Linked DNA regions of Mus musculus: all the other regions are linked to region 2. Evidence: chromatin contacts called from public HiChIP or PLAC-seq data. All regions are on one chromosome and are shown on one strand. Each heading gives the region's core, a stretch centred on a gene start, on an enhancer-like site or on the middle of the called end of the contact. The rest is flanking DNA. Distances are from core to core; before and after follow the strand shown. Region 1 overlaps Nsmce2 (NSE2/MMS21 homolog, SMC5-SMC6 complex SUMO ligase). Region 2 has its middle 36 kb from the start of Gm19510. Region 3 overlaps Nsmce2 (NSE2/MMS21 homolog, SMC5-SMC6 complex SUMO ligase).

Evidence for each region. HiChIP or PLAC-seq counts read pairs in DNA pulled down with a chosen protein or histone mark.
Region 1: a FOXA1 HiChIP or PLAC-seq map of pancreatic cancer cells shows a contact between it and region 2. The contact joins two enhancer-like sites. A contact is called at or near these places in 1 of 15 datasets of contacts at CTCF or cohesin (the NIH/3T3 cell line), 1 of 484 Hi-C or Micro-C datasets (muscle stem cells) and 1 of 115 datasets of contacts at active chromatin or transcription factors (pancreatic cancer cells).
Region 3: a FOXA1 HiChIP or PLAC-seq map of pancreatic cancer cells shows a contact between it and region 2. The contact joins two enhancer-like sites. A contact is called at or near these places in 2 of 484 Hi-C or Micro-C datasets (muscle stem cells and nephron progenitors), 3 of 115 datasets of contacts at active chromatin or transcription factors (memory CD8 T cells, microglia and pancreatic cancer cells) and 1 of 9 other capture datasets (embryonic stem cells).

Annotation. Positions count from the first base shown.
Region 1 is chr15:59,566,041-59,570,309 of GRCm38.p6, reverse strand. All of the region lies in intron 4 of Nsmce2 (NSE2/MMS21 homolog, SMC5-SMC6 complex SUMO ligase), which reads right to left. Among named protein-coding and RNA genes, the nearest start is that of Gm36677, 50 kb to the left of the region's middle. Within about 2 kb of position 2,604, at least 89 of the 459 cell types and tissues checked have an H3K27ac peak or open chromatin away from gene starts, as enhancers often do. A contact at or near this core is called in muscle stem cells and pancreatic cancer cells, where this site is marked.
Region 2 is chr15:59,756,810-59,761,258 of GRCm38.p6, reverse strand. No RefSeq gene overlaps it. Among named protein-coding and RNA genes, the nearest start is that of Gm19510, 36 kb to the left of the region's middle. Within about 2 kb of position 1,443, at least 148 of the 459 cell types and tissues checked have an H3K27ac peak or open chromatin away from gene starts, as enhancers often do. A contact at or near this core is called in muscle stem cells and pancreatic cancer cells, where this site is marked.
Region 3 is chr15:59,522,455-59,526,640 of GRCm38.p6, reverse strand. All of the region lies in intron 4 of Nsmce2 (NSE2/MMS21 homolog, SMC5-SMC6 complex SUMO ligase), which reads right to left. Among named protein-coding and RNA genes, the nearest start is that of Gm36677, 94 kb to the left of the region's middle. Within about 2 kb of position 2,445, at least 149 of the 459 cell types and tissues checked have an H3K27ac peak or open chromatin away from gene starts, as enhancers often do. A contact at or near this core is called in muscle stem cells and pancreatic cancer cells, where this site is marked.

The sequences.
Region 1 (4,269 bases), core at 1,355-3,854, 190 kb after region 2:
ATCCTAATTTATGTTACAGAAGTAAATGGCCATTAGTAACCTGGCAAATAAAATTTGGATCTCAAGTGATGAAAACATGTTTCACTGTGACCAATATTAAGTAGGTTGAGCAACAGAAGTAGTTACCCAAGTACAGCATGTAGGTGCAATGTGGCTATTCCTAACATTCTGGAAACTGTGTTACAGGAGCCAGTGGACAACAGAGAGGAATTATGTTTAGACATGTCCCCTACAGGAGGGGGAGCAGGGTTGTAAGTCAGCAGTAAGAGCACGACTTAATCCAGGGGCTAGGACCTATGCTCCCAGCGAGGTGAAGCCCTTTAGCCTACTCCTAGAGCCAAACCTCTACCCATCTGACTCTTCTCACCTCAAGAGTACAAAGATCTCACACAGGTAACCTAGTTTTGTCAAAGGTAATTGTTTTCTACCAATTACATGATTAGTGATTCACACTAAGTCACAGTTTATCAACAGTGGGTATCCCATGTCACTGGAAAGGAAAGGGTAAACAGACAGGATATGGGGTTGTCACATGGGACATTTCCAGACACAATGGCTACAAAGTACTAGTTTGGGGAGAGGAGACTCATTCCCATCATTCCCAGGTGACGAATATTCACTCGTCCACACACTGGGCAGCACAATGCCACACACGGCAAAGGGACGTGAGGCCAATCCTTGTGGCCAGCTTTGGCCATGTCACCTCTGCACCATCAAGACCTCAGGCTCCCTGGTTCTCAGACGCTGGCCCTGGTCTGTTCACAGCTTCTGGCTCTGTCCCTGTCAAGTCTTCCTTACTGCTCTCCAGTCTAGCCGAGGCAGTAGGGGCATGGAAGCCATGGTTCAGAGTCAGGCCTGGGAAAATCCTACCTGTTCCCTGCCCATCTCTGCACTCCGTGCCCCTTTTCTTCATGTGTAAGTGGGATGCTTAATTGGCAGGTCTACTGAAAAGATTTAAACTAATTTATAACTTAATGAATGACTGACCAATGTAGTCAGCACAGCTAAGTCCTTCTTCTCCCCCTCTTCCTTGGATTCTAGGATACGAGATGTGTTTACTGTGCTTCCTGCCTAAAAGCCTCCTTTCTCATCTTTAAAAAAAATTAATGATCCATTCTTACAGGACCCTGGGCCCTGCCAGACTTAATTCCCCTGCTCTCCCTCCAGTGCAAGGCTGGCATGATAGCACACAGCTTCCCGGAGTTTTCGATCTTTCCATTCCTAGCTGTATCCTCTCACATCCGTGATCTACCATCTTATTCCAGTGCCCGATGCACACAGGCCTGTGGCAGATTTTGTGAGACCCTAGGTCACAGGATGCTGTGCTATCATCTATTGAGAGGACACATCAACATATTAATCTGCTTTTACCTTTCATCTTTTGTTGGGCATTGCAACGTTAAACACTCCAACTCACCAGTAAAGCTTATTATGTGACATCTTTCTTCTTGAGGAGCCTTCCTTTTTTCTAACTCGATGGGTCATGTCACCAGGTCAATCACTGCCAAGTAAGTAACTTCCGGTCAATTTGTTCTTCCTTAAGCATCGGTGAGGCAATGGCAAAAACTTGCATTATTTTCTTGCTCTTTCTAATCAGAAATGTATGACCCCACCCACAGCTACCATTTTATCCCCTTTTGTTTGCAGGCCTAGATAGAAGCTTTCGGTGATCTCCTATGGCTCTCCCTAACATTCCCCCTCAATACCCTGAGAGAGGCCTCAAGGAAGGAACCAACAAGTATGAACTCTGTCTCCCGAACGCCCTGTGCTTTTAAGAAAGCCACCCAAGTCTGAGTGGGCATTCACTGGCACAGGAACACTGGCTTGGAGGAAAACACCTGTCTGAAAAGCTGTTCTAAGGAAAAAGACATTTTATGCAATATGCTAGACATGGCATGAAATGGCTGTTCAGGAATGGTGGCAGTGACTTTAACCCCCCTGAACCACTTTCGACCACCTAGTCATGTCAGTAAGACCCATGAGAATGCTGTCGTTGGCAACTGTTTGGTGACTTCTGGCCTCTTCAGATTCCTACTCTGACTCCTCCCCACCCATCCACCCCCCACCCCCGTGCTCTAAATCAGTTATACACACTGCTTTATAACAGGTTAATGCATTTTTTTTCTTCTTTTGTACACCACTCTTCTCAAACATATGCCCATGGTCACTGTGCTTTGGACTGGCTTCTCAGACCTCATTTCCAGATGTCCTTGAAATGACAACTCTTAATGAAAGCCTTCCTGATTGAATAGAGGAAACTCCCTTGAGGAAACCAATTCTGTTCTGCTGTGTCCTGCCATCTGCTCCTGAATTCCCATGTGATCTGAGTGAGGTACTTCCCTTCTCTATATTAACTGGGCAGGCAGGATACATTCAAGCTTTTCCTAGCCGAGAGACTAGATTGTTGGTGCTAAAATATGTGGCTTCCATGCCTTTTCTTGCCCTGAGAGAAACTCATGAGCCTTTGGCTTTCCTTGATGTCCTCAAGGGCTGAGCCCATTATCTCAGTAAGTCCCTAGCACAGCACAACACACTGCTGCCCAGGACTAATGTGTGCATTTAGACAACAATGATCAAAGCACCTCCAGCGAGGCACCGACAGCTGCCACTAGATGACTCAGACCTCTCTGAAAAATGGCTTAATTTAGCAGCCTTTCAGTTGTCTGCAGAACAGACTGTGAGTAAAGGACACGGTGAACAGAACAGAACATCTTTTAACTAGCTTGACCCCACAGTGGCCCTTTAAGGTCAGGCAGCTCTCGATAGCACAGAGAGAGAAGCGTTTGCCTCTGCTCTTCAGCCAGTAGAGAACCAGGGGCTGGGATAACCTGGGAAGACCCTGTACTGGCCGAGTGTCTTCTGAACCTAAGGCTGGCCTTGGTCACTGACTAGCCCTGGGAGTGACTCAGGGAATTGCTTTCTCTTCCTGGGCCTGGAAAACGGCTGTGGCAATGCTCCCTAAACCTGGCAAACTAAACTACAAAGACGCCTCGGTCCCCTACTCCTAGGGCTTTGACTCTGATGGCCTGGCATGGGCACAGGATGATGTGTTTCCTGTATGGTTCCCTCTCAGGAGCAAGTGCTGCTGGCAGCAGTGTGTAGGATACTGGATTCTCCACCTGGTGCTCCCCTCAGACAATCCTGTCTCTTCCAAGGTCCCAAACCAATTAGATGACATGGTCTTCCGCCCTTCCTCTTCCCTTCTCTCTTTAGAACCAAACTGGACTGTTTCCAAGTACACTGCATGGTAGCTCACCACATTCATGAGAACTCAAAAGAAATTTTGAAATCAAGGACTGGTTCGTAAGACTCAAGGGTTCACTGAAGAGGCAATCTCCTTTTGACAGAAACCCAAGCTCAAGTGCAGCAAGCAGCTCCTTCCTGAACACCCATTACTTACCAACCAGGAACACAGAAGGCACAGGCCAGGCAGAGGCCTGCTCTCCAGCACATGGGGATTCTTCTAAAATGGGCACGGTGGCTGCATGTGGCAGAGTGAGGGGGCAAGAGGACTGCTGTGGGTTTGAGGCCAGGGTGGGCTACACAGAAAGTACCCGGTCAGCCAAGATTACATAGCAAGACCCGATCTGAGACAAAAACAGGACCGGTGAGATGTTCAGCAGATAAAGATACCTGCACCAAGCTTGGTGAACTATGTTTGAACCATAGGACTCCAAGTTTGGAGGAGACAACGGAACCCTACATGCTGTCTTCTAAACTCCTGTATGTAACACAGCATGCACAAGCCTCCCACGATAAAGAGTAAATGCAAAACCAGCCAACTAACCAACAGCGAAACACTACCTGTTCATCTGGATTCTCTTATCAAGAGCTTAACTATTCAGTGAAAGTCTAATCAGACTAAGAACCTGTTCTGTAATGCGAGCTATGATGCACTGAAAGCCAGCACTCTGCTATGCATAGTCTGCAAATTATCTAATTTAATGGAGACAACGCTGATGCTAGTGCTTTCTCTCATGTTTTTTTGAAAACTGGAAACCTCAGAGCAGGCCAAAGCTAAGCATATTTAATTCTACAAACCATACAATCCTATTACTGTGACCTTAATAGCGGATAGACTTATGGTAGATATTTCTAGGATATCTGTGAATATGAAGGCTTATATCAAATCTGCCAATTTTCTAAGCATATATAAAGTGGAGACAGAAACATACCCTTTCCAGACATATCAAGTTGCTTTACTTAGGAGAATGTAGACACACTGGACAAGACACTAAACTGCAGACTCTAGATAACTTCCTCCTCTGT
Region 2 (4,449 bases), core at 194-2,693:
TTCTGGCATTTGTTTTTCTCTCTTTTGAGTGTGGGTGTGTTACATGTATTCGAGTGTATGCACATTCATATATGTGTAGATACACATGTGTGCAGGCGAATGTGTACCTGCCCAAGGTTGATACTGACTCTCTGTTGCTCTTTGTCTTCTACACTGAGGCAAGGGTTCTCACTAAACCTAGTACTTGCTATTTCAGCTGGTCTAGCTAGCCACCTTGCTCTGAGGATCACATCTCTACCTCCCACATGCTGAGATTTCAGGTGGCCACCTTGCCCACCTGGCTCTTAATGGATCCTGGTCAGTCTTCACACTCGTGCATCAAGTGACCCACTGACCCATCTCCCCAGCCCCTATTTCTTGGCATTTCTCAAAACTCCAGGAGATGCGTGCGGCCCCCTGGTTTCATGTGCTGTGCATTCAGGTGTGCCAATAATCCAATTGGTTTCAGGTCAGTAGCCAGTAGCGCTGGGCTGTGTCACCCTGATAACAGTCACCCTCCATCTTCTGCGGTTCACATGTGTTTGCATGTGCTAAGCCTAGCCTGGCTGGCTCCTTTCTGTGCCCGACCAGATGTTAAATGCACTGGAGTGTGTGGCCTGGATTATCAGCATCACCCTGACTCACTTAGCATGGTGGAGACCTTTTCCTGCACCTTTGAGTCACCCAGGCAACTCTGAAGGTGTCCAGGATGCACCTGAGCCCAGTAAGGTGACAACCTCTGGAAATAGGTCTGGGGTGTGAAACTCAGCAGATGTCCAAGTATTCAGAGCTGACCAAAGTTCATCATGCCTGTCTGTCCTCAGGAGAAGAATCACAACACAACCAGCTGGCCAGGTCAGAGCTGAGAGTCTGGACTTCCACCAGCTCCAAGGAGAAGCAGTGCTTAATCTCCAGGGACCACACAAAAACCAATAAGGGAACGAATACAGCTCCTCTGAGCGTGTGCTCTTGCAGCCTGGAAAGTTCCCTATACAGTTGCTATCTCCTGTGAGATTGGCTAACACATGTAGCTAGGAAACCTAAAAAGGGGTGAGGTCACATAGAGTCAAGAACTCCTACCTCTCCACCCCTTTATTCCCACCACCACCCCCCCCTTCCTGCCATCAGAGGAAAAACTCTTCCATCTATCCAAGTGACTGTCTACTGCTTACTCCAGGGGGAGACACAAGGGTGACATCCCAAAACAAAGTCAAACCTTGCAGGACCCATTTCTGCATGCAAGGGTCTCTTCAGAGCTGCCCATCCTCTGTGGAAAGGGCTTTTGTGAGGGGCAGCAGCAAAGACAGCATCAGGCTCAGCCCCAGAACAAGCAGGAACTAATAAAGAGAAAGAGTCCCAACCGAGGCTGCAGCTCGGTGCTGGGACAACCTCCCTCTCTGAAGAGGGTACCCCACAGTGCCTGAGTCAGAGGGCTGTGAGCTCAGCCCCAGGCTGGCGGGCCGGGAGGGTGAGTCAGAGGGTGTGGAGAGAAGTGAACTTCTTCCCTGGCCAAATATGGGCTCTGTTCTGCTCTGTCTTGCCATCCTCACTGCCAGAGGCTGAAAGCTACATCTGCTCCACAGGACAGTGAGGTCCCTGACAAAAATGGAAACTATTCCTCCCTCCACTCACCCCCTCCCCTCCCAGGCCAGTGGGTGGCATTTTGCTGAACACTCTCCAAGCACCTTGCATTCCCAGCCTCTTCTCACCCAGTCTTGTTATTGATAGTGTAAAGCAGAGGCAACCATAGCGTGCTTTGAGTCTATTTTTTTTTTCTCATGATGGAGTCTTACTCCATAGGATGGGAGGCAAGAAGGAAAGAGAGTCCTCTGCCCCAAACACAACATGAAGAACATAATAGATCTGATCAACTCTTCAGTTCCTTAAATGAAGAAAGCAACAGCAACAGAGAGAGGGAGAGAGTGGGGGGGAGAGAAAGAGAGAGGGAGAGGGAGAAAGAGAGAGAGAGAAAGAGAGAGAGAGAGAGAGAGAGAGAGAGAGAGAGAGAGAGAGAGAGAGAGAGAGAGGTGTCCTCTGCCAACAGACTTAATTCCTTGAGGAAATACCTTGCATAGCATTCTTTATATGCCAGGCACTGCTCTAAATCTCAAATTAGCTCACTTACCATGAGGCTTCCCACATCTATCGTCACCACTAACCCCTGAGGACAGTGCTGCTACTATGAGACCCATTTTACAGATGAGGAGCCTAAGACTCAGTAGGTAACTACTCTAGTCATGCAGGCAGCATATGAAGCTAGCATTTCAGTCTCCAAACGCCAGTCTCACACTCAGTACCCTAAATAGAATTTGATTCATTTCTGTATCTCCGATGTCTGGTGCATGCTGGACAATATTAAATGTGGACCACATAGAGTAATTAATAAATGTATGTTTTCCAAGTAGACAGTGGATTCTGTAGCGGTGAGTTTTTAGCTACACCGTTTTTGTGCACCCAGCAGGTCATATGCTTCCAGCTACTTGCCCAGGAACTCTTTGGATTTGCAAATGGAACACACACACACACATTAGCTTATTTTTAATATGCTGTCTAGCTTAATGGCTGGGCAGTTCTAATCCTCCCACGGCTAGCATACTTTCCCTCCAGTATTCCTGGCTCAACACCTTCTAAATCTACCTTTAACTTTGCTGCCCTGTTACCTTCTGTGAGGCCCATTGGTCTTTACTGCCCAAGACACTTCTGGGCAGCCCTGTCAGGGGCTGCTTCCCTTTCCTCCTACATTTCAGATGATCTTCCCTCTGCAGCTCTTAATCTCTTCCACCTCCCACTGCATCATGGCGATCCTCCATCTCCTCCCCCACAGCAACTCTAAGAGCCCTGCCCTGTCACCCCTTTCCCAACCATTAGCCAGTGGCATCTTTATTGCTTGATCAAAAACCGATTGGGGACAAGGACCCTTAGATAAGGCCATACAGATTCCCAATTGGATCAAAGCATTAGAACCAATCTCCAACAGACTTTATATTGGTTTGTCAAGGTCTCACAAATGTATTGCACCCTATGCACTTACTGGTGAGTCTGAAGTTATCCAACTTTCTAAATCAACTTCCCAAATTGTCAGCTTGGGCCAGCAAGATGGCCCAGCAGATAAAGGTGTTTGCCACACAAACCTGATGACCTGAATTCAACCCTGGGAGCCCTTGTAAAGACAGACAGTCGTAAACTATCTTCACAAAGTTTTCCTCTACTCTCCACATACATATTGTGACAAACACAACCATCAACACACACATGTACACACAAATAATCATTTAATTTTAAGAAAAAGAAAGCATTACAGCTTATCCAAATGCCAGATGCAATTCTCAGGCTTCCTCCCTTTTCCCTGCCCCATTCTCACCAAGTGACTGGATCACCCTGTGTGACTGGTGCCTTTTAAGTCAGCTATCCTAGCACTCGGGAGGCAGAGGCAGGTGGATTTCTGAGTTCAAGGCCAGCCTGGTCTACAAAGTGAGTTCCAGGACAGCCAGGGCTATACAGAAAAACCCTGTCTCAAAAAAACAAGAAGAAGAAAGAAGAAGAAGAAGAAGAAGAAGAAGAAGAAGAAGAAGAAGAAGAAGAAGAAGAAGAAGAAGAAGAAGAAGAAGAAGAAGAAGAAGTAGTCAGCTCTTCAGGACCAAGGATGTAGTCCTGTGGTAGAGAACTTATCTGGGCTATGCAAAGTCTGCCTTCTTGGCACTATAAGGAAAAAAGAGTTTTACTCCTGCTCCCACCTCTCCTACACAGCCAAGCTGGGGCTCTCTCTTCTGTCTTCTTGCTTTGTTTTGCTTTGTGGTATTTGCAAGACAGGTGGCAGATGAAGGGCCTGGCAGAAAAGTCTTAGTTACAGAGTATGGGGCAATTCCAGCCAGAGCTTAAAGGAAAGAAACACAGCAGACCCATGTAAACCCCGCACATGCAAGTTCTATGCCCTTGGCCCAGATGCACACAATCTCCAAGGCTCAGATGATGGGAGGACAGTGTCCATCCAGGAGAGCTGTAGCCAGAACTCAGTGAGGAAACCCAAGCAGCAGCTTGTGCAGCCCTGTCACATAGGATGCACTCGGTAAGTACAGCCATACTGCTATCATCAGAATCGGTTCCAAATGATGGCGTGCACACAGTTCTGTGTGATTCACAACATTAATCTGATTTTTTATCTCCAAAGAAAACCATGAGTAGTACTGGCACAAGTTAACAACCACTGGTGTCAGAACAGGCCTGGGCTGCTCAGTCCACCACCCCATTGTGCTTCCCTTGTATTCCTCTCAGTCTTTGAAATAGTTTATATAATATGATACAACATATCATATATGTATAATACATACATCATAATATATATATGTATATTATATAGTATTGTTTTTTACATTACAAACTTATTCTGTAAGCTTTTGATAAGCTTCAGTTCCTTTTTCAACATCTCTTTGCTTATTTGGTCATTCTTCCTGGTACCCTCTTAGCGCTTCC
Region 3 (4,186 bases), core at 1,196-3,695, 240 kb after region 2:
GCAAGCACGCACTTGAAAAATTATTAAATTTATACATACAGTCACAAATGAACTACACCTATAATGCAATGCCCTTCACCAAATTGGATGTTCTAGTGTTTCTAATTATTTCTAACTAAAAGTGTTTCCTCAATTAGTCAACAAGTTGCTACTAAATCAAGTGCCTGAAATAAGTAATCTACATAATGTAAGGGTTTTTCCTGTCTGGGCCCCAAACAACTACTAAAAGCACAGGTGGGGGGTAAAAGTATCGCTAGAATGAGTCATCAGAACCGGTTTATACTATAACCAGCTGAACTTTAAATAGAACCTTTTTATTTTAAAATGAGCTTAGCACAACCATTTCTAAATGGTATTTTTTGTCTTAATACTGTGTACAATGAGAGGCAGTATGCAATGTTCACATTGTTAAAAAGAAAATCCTGATTGTTGGAATGGCTGCAGTCAACCCAGCTGTATTGTCTCAAATAAGCAGATGGCACAAAGGCTAATAGAGCGTTCAGTGAAAGAGCACAATAGGGCTAGCAGCTGCTGCAAACACAGGACACCTCCATGACACTAGAACAGCTCTGACAGTCCAGATCCACTTCCCGCATCTAGAAAGGCGGTTGCTGAGGAGGTACTGGGGCTTAGTTCTCTCTCCTCAGAAGCCAAAGGTTTATCAGGAACTCTTACCAAGGGTGGGAAGGGTTAGCGCTTGGCGAGCTTGCAATATCCATGTTCCTGCCTGTGCTACTAATAAGGAAGTGCTGAAAAATCACCATCACCATGTGTTAACTCAGAGCTGGGGGCGGGGGGGGGGGGGTTACACAAACAGTTCTCAGCTATGTGTCCGTCAACAAATCATCAACAACTACTCGATGAGAACAGAAAGGTGGTTTCTGCCCTTGGGGAACTTATTCTGAGATAGGAAATAAGAAGTGACAAACGACTGGGTGTGGTAGCTCATACCTGTAAAACTCATCACTTAGGGGACCGAGCCAGGATTGGCTTGATTTCCAGGCCAGCCTGGGCTACACAGTGAGACTTTCTCAACAAAACCAAACCAAAACAGAGACAAATCACACCAACAAACATGGTCCCTGTTCCAAGATCACTAACTTATGAACGGGGCCCCATGACTGGACTCAGGTTACCAAACCACCCGGCTCCTACGAGGTGACTTTCACAAGGACAAATACTTTCATGGCTGACAAAAGATCACTTTAGTCAAAGAGGGAGAAGTGTTAGAATTGTAGAATGTCCCTAGCCAAGCAAGCTCTCTACTGAAATGGCAGGTGAGCACGGGAAGCAGCCAGAGCTGTGCTCGTGTACACTGATTTCCTGACAAGGTTGGATGACACACTAGACTATTTTTAAAAATTATATGCTAGGATTTCAATCTGACTAGTGATTCAACTCAACTTCAAAAAAGAAGGAAGCTCACAGCAGTCTTTCTGTCTTGCTAAGCTTCTGCTGTTCCTGTCAGTCAGTCAGCGCCCAAATCCCAGACCTTTGCATTTGATGCAAATGTAGGCAGTCCTGACATGACTTACTCCTGGCCAGAGACTGCATTCTCTCTCTTAATAAAATGTGTGTACACAACAGACCTCACTATACATTTATTTCAGAGAAGACCTACGATGGTCCCCGAACGCTTCAGTAATGAGACCTTTCCATAAGAAAGCTACTTTTCTAACATCAGCATGGAGAAAGTTAAGGTTCCTGCGGCCCACCAGCCATGTGCTTGCACAGGGGAAAACCCAAGCCTTGAACTATCTCAGAGCTCCATCTGTTCTAACCGCCTCAAGCTACGGCTCAGCTCCCAGGTGCACCGAACCACATCTATCAAAATATTTACCCCTAAAATAACTTTGTAATAAGAGCGGAATGTCCTTTTTGATGATTTCCTTTGAAAAATACATACGTATTTAACCGGCAACTCCAAACTTTCAGAGAGGGCAGATTCCATGAATCTACGTAATAAAAGCCTCCCTTCACACTGTTATAGTTGCTCTACTATGAAGATTTACAAGCACAGAGCTTTATATGGCTTACATTTCCACATTTGTCTGTTTTGACTCTTGGCCTCCATATGATGGCAAGGATAGAGTGAGCCTTTAACAGAAATGCCACACTAAGGCTACAAGCTGCCAGTGAAAGCTACAAGATCTCTTGGCAATTTTTGGACAGGTTCAGGTGAATTTCAGCATCTGGGACTGGCATGTGTATTACAGATGGAAAAAGCAAAACAATACCCAAAGAAAGAGAAAAGCGGTCCTCCCAATTGAAGCAAAATCATACCAAAATCTACCCACCTCCCAGCCTCGGCCCAGCACTGAGGAAATACCTCTGCCATACTGTCAAAGCATAATCAGTTCCTAAAACAATGGCTCAGCGTTTGAGTCACCCAGAGCGTGAAGGGCAAGTGAAAGGTCAGTTCCGGCATGCTCCCACAAAGCAAACACGGAGCTTGAGCCAGCACCAGCCAGGCCTTGGCATGGCAACCACAGGGCTCGCTCACTTCAGCAACCCATGGGTTCTGCCCTCAGGCTTCTCCAGACCCCCCCCCCCCCCCACACACACACACACACTTCCTCTCCTCCAAAGGAACCAGGGAAAGCTGAGAAGCAAACCTGAGAGGAGGGCCAGGCCTGCTCAGAAGCAGCCCTCCATGCCACTGGAGAACCCAAAGATGGTGCAGTGCCTCCAGAACCAGTGGTCCTAGCTCCCAGAAGCTTCTGGAATTCCTTATGAGTACTTACTAGAACACCTTTCTTTCTCCCCGCCAGTCATTTCACTATAATCAACTAAAATCTGCACATGGTGGACACTGACAATGGATTTTTAAAGATCCCAAGTATGCTTATTATTTTAGATTCTCTGCCACTGACATTATATTTAACATCAAAAGTTGTACTAAAAAGTCAATTAAAATAATTTTCTAGCCAAAAATTTTTCAAAGAATTTTTGCGGATTTTTTGTCTTGGAACTCTTGGTCTTGGAACTCTCGGTGGCTGGCTATTCTTTTAATTTACAGTCTGCAGAGATGTCTTAGTAAGCACATGCGAGTTAAGCACTTAAAGAAGATGACAAAATCTTTGTTTATATGCAAACATATGTATGTATTTATCTGCAAACACACATTTAAACCTGTGATTGCTTTTGAGGTCTTTACAAAGAGGCTTCTCAGTTAGTCACCATATTCGTCATATCTAAGGACTACCAGTGCTTGACTGGAAGAGGCAGACAGGCTACTGGAGAAGGGGAGGCCCTCTGCAGGGAACAACAGAAAGATGCAAGTGAGATCTGAAGAACAGCCTAGTGATGAAGACGTTACCAGACTCATGTCCCAGAGCCTCCAACTCAGCAGACGGGAAATGGTCACTACGCAACAATCCCTTATGTATGTCCAACAAGGGTCACATAAAAGAAGAAACACTTCCACCCACCTGAGGAACTCATAACTTGTCTGAGGTTATAGAGCTAAGACTGGCATATGGAGTGTGAGACAGAAAGTGAAAACTGTCAAAGACCCCACATACCAGAAGCCCTCATGTAAGCAGTGGCAAGGAGGAGGGCGTAATGCACCTGGCACAGGAGCCACGCACAATGTCATTTCTGTAGAGACGCCCATGAGTGAACAGTGCCATGGAAGGCTAGGGGCATACTAAGGCTTTTCAGAAGTGACGGCATCGAGCAGGCTTGTGAAAGACAGGAAGTTCTTCCCCCTACAAGCAGAGTGACTTCTATGAGTTTTCTCTGCACATACGTATCAGGGATGACAGCACTAACTTCACTGGGCTTCTAGGGATGAGAAGAAAATAGACGCTGATGAATATACACAATGAAACCTTAAAAAGGAAATGCGTACATGCACATAGAACAGCAGCAGGGTCCAATCTACTCTCCTTTGTCTTTTGGCTTCTTCTCTGTTCAAATGTTCGTGGGCTTTCCACCATGGCAGACACTGTACCAGGCACTGTGTACATCATCAGGGAAAATACATGAAACATCGTTGTGTGCTCTTATCTAAGTGATATTCTGTAGCCAGAGATAGGAGGACAGCGGAGTGGGCAGAAGATGCAGTGTGACCAAAAGTAAAGCAAGAAGTAGGGCCTCAAAACAACCAGTCCTTTGCTCTGCAGAAGCAAGCGAGAAGGGGACTTGCCATCAGAGGGACTCATGGAAGGCCGCCAGGGAACAG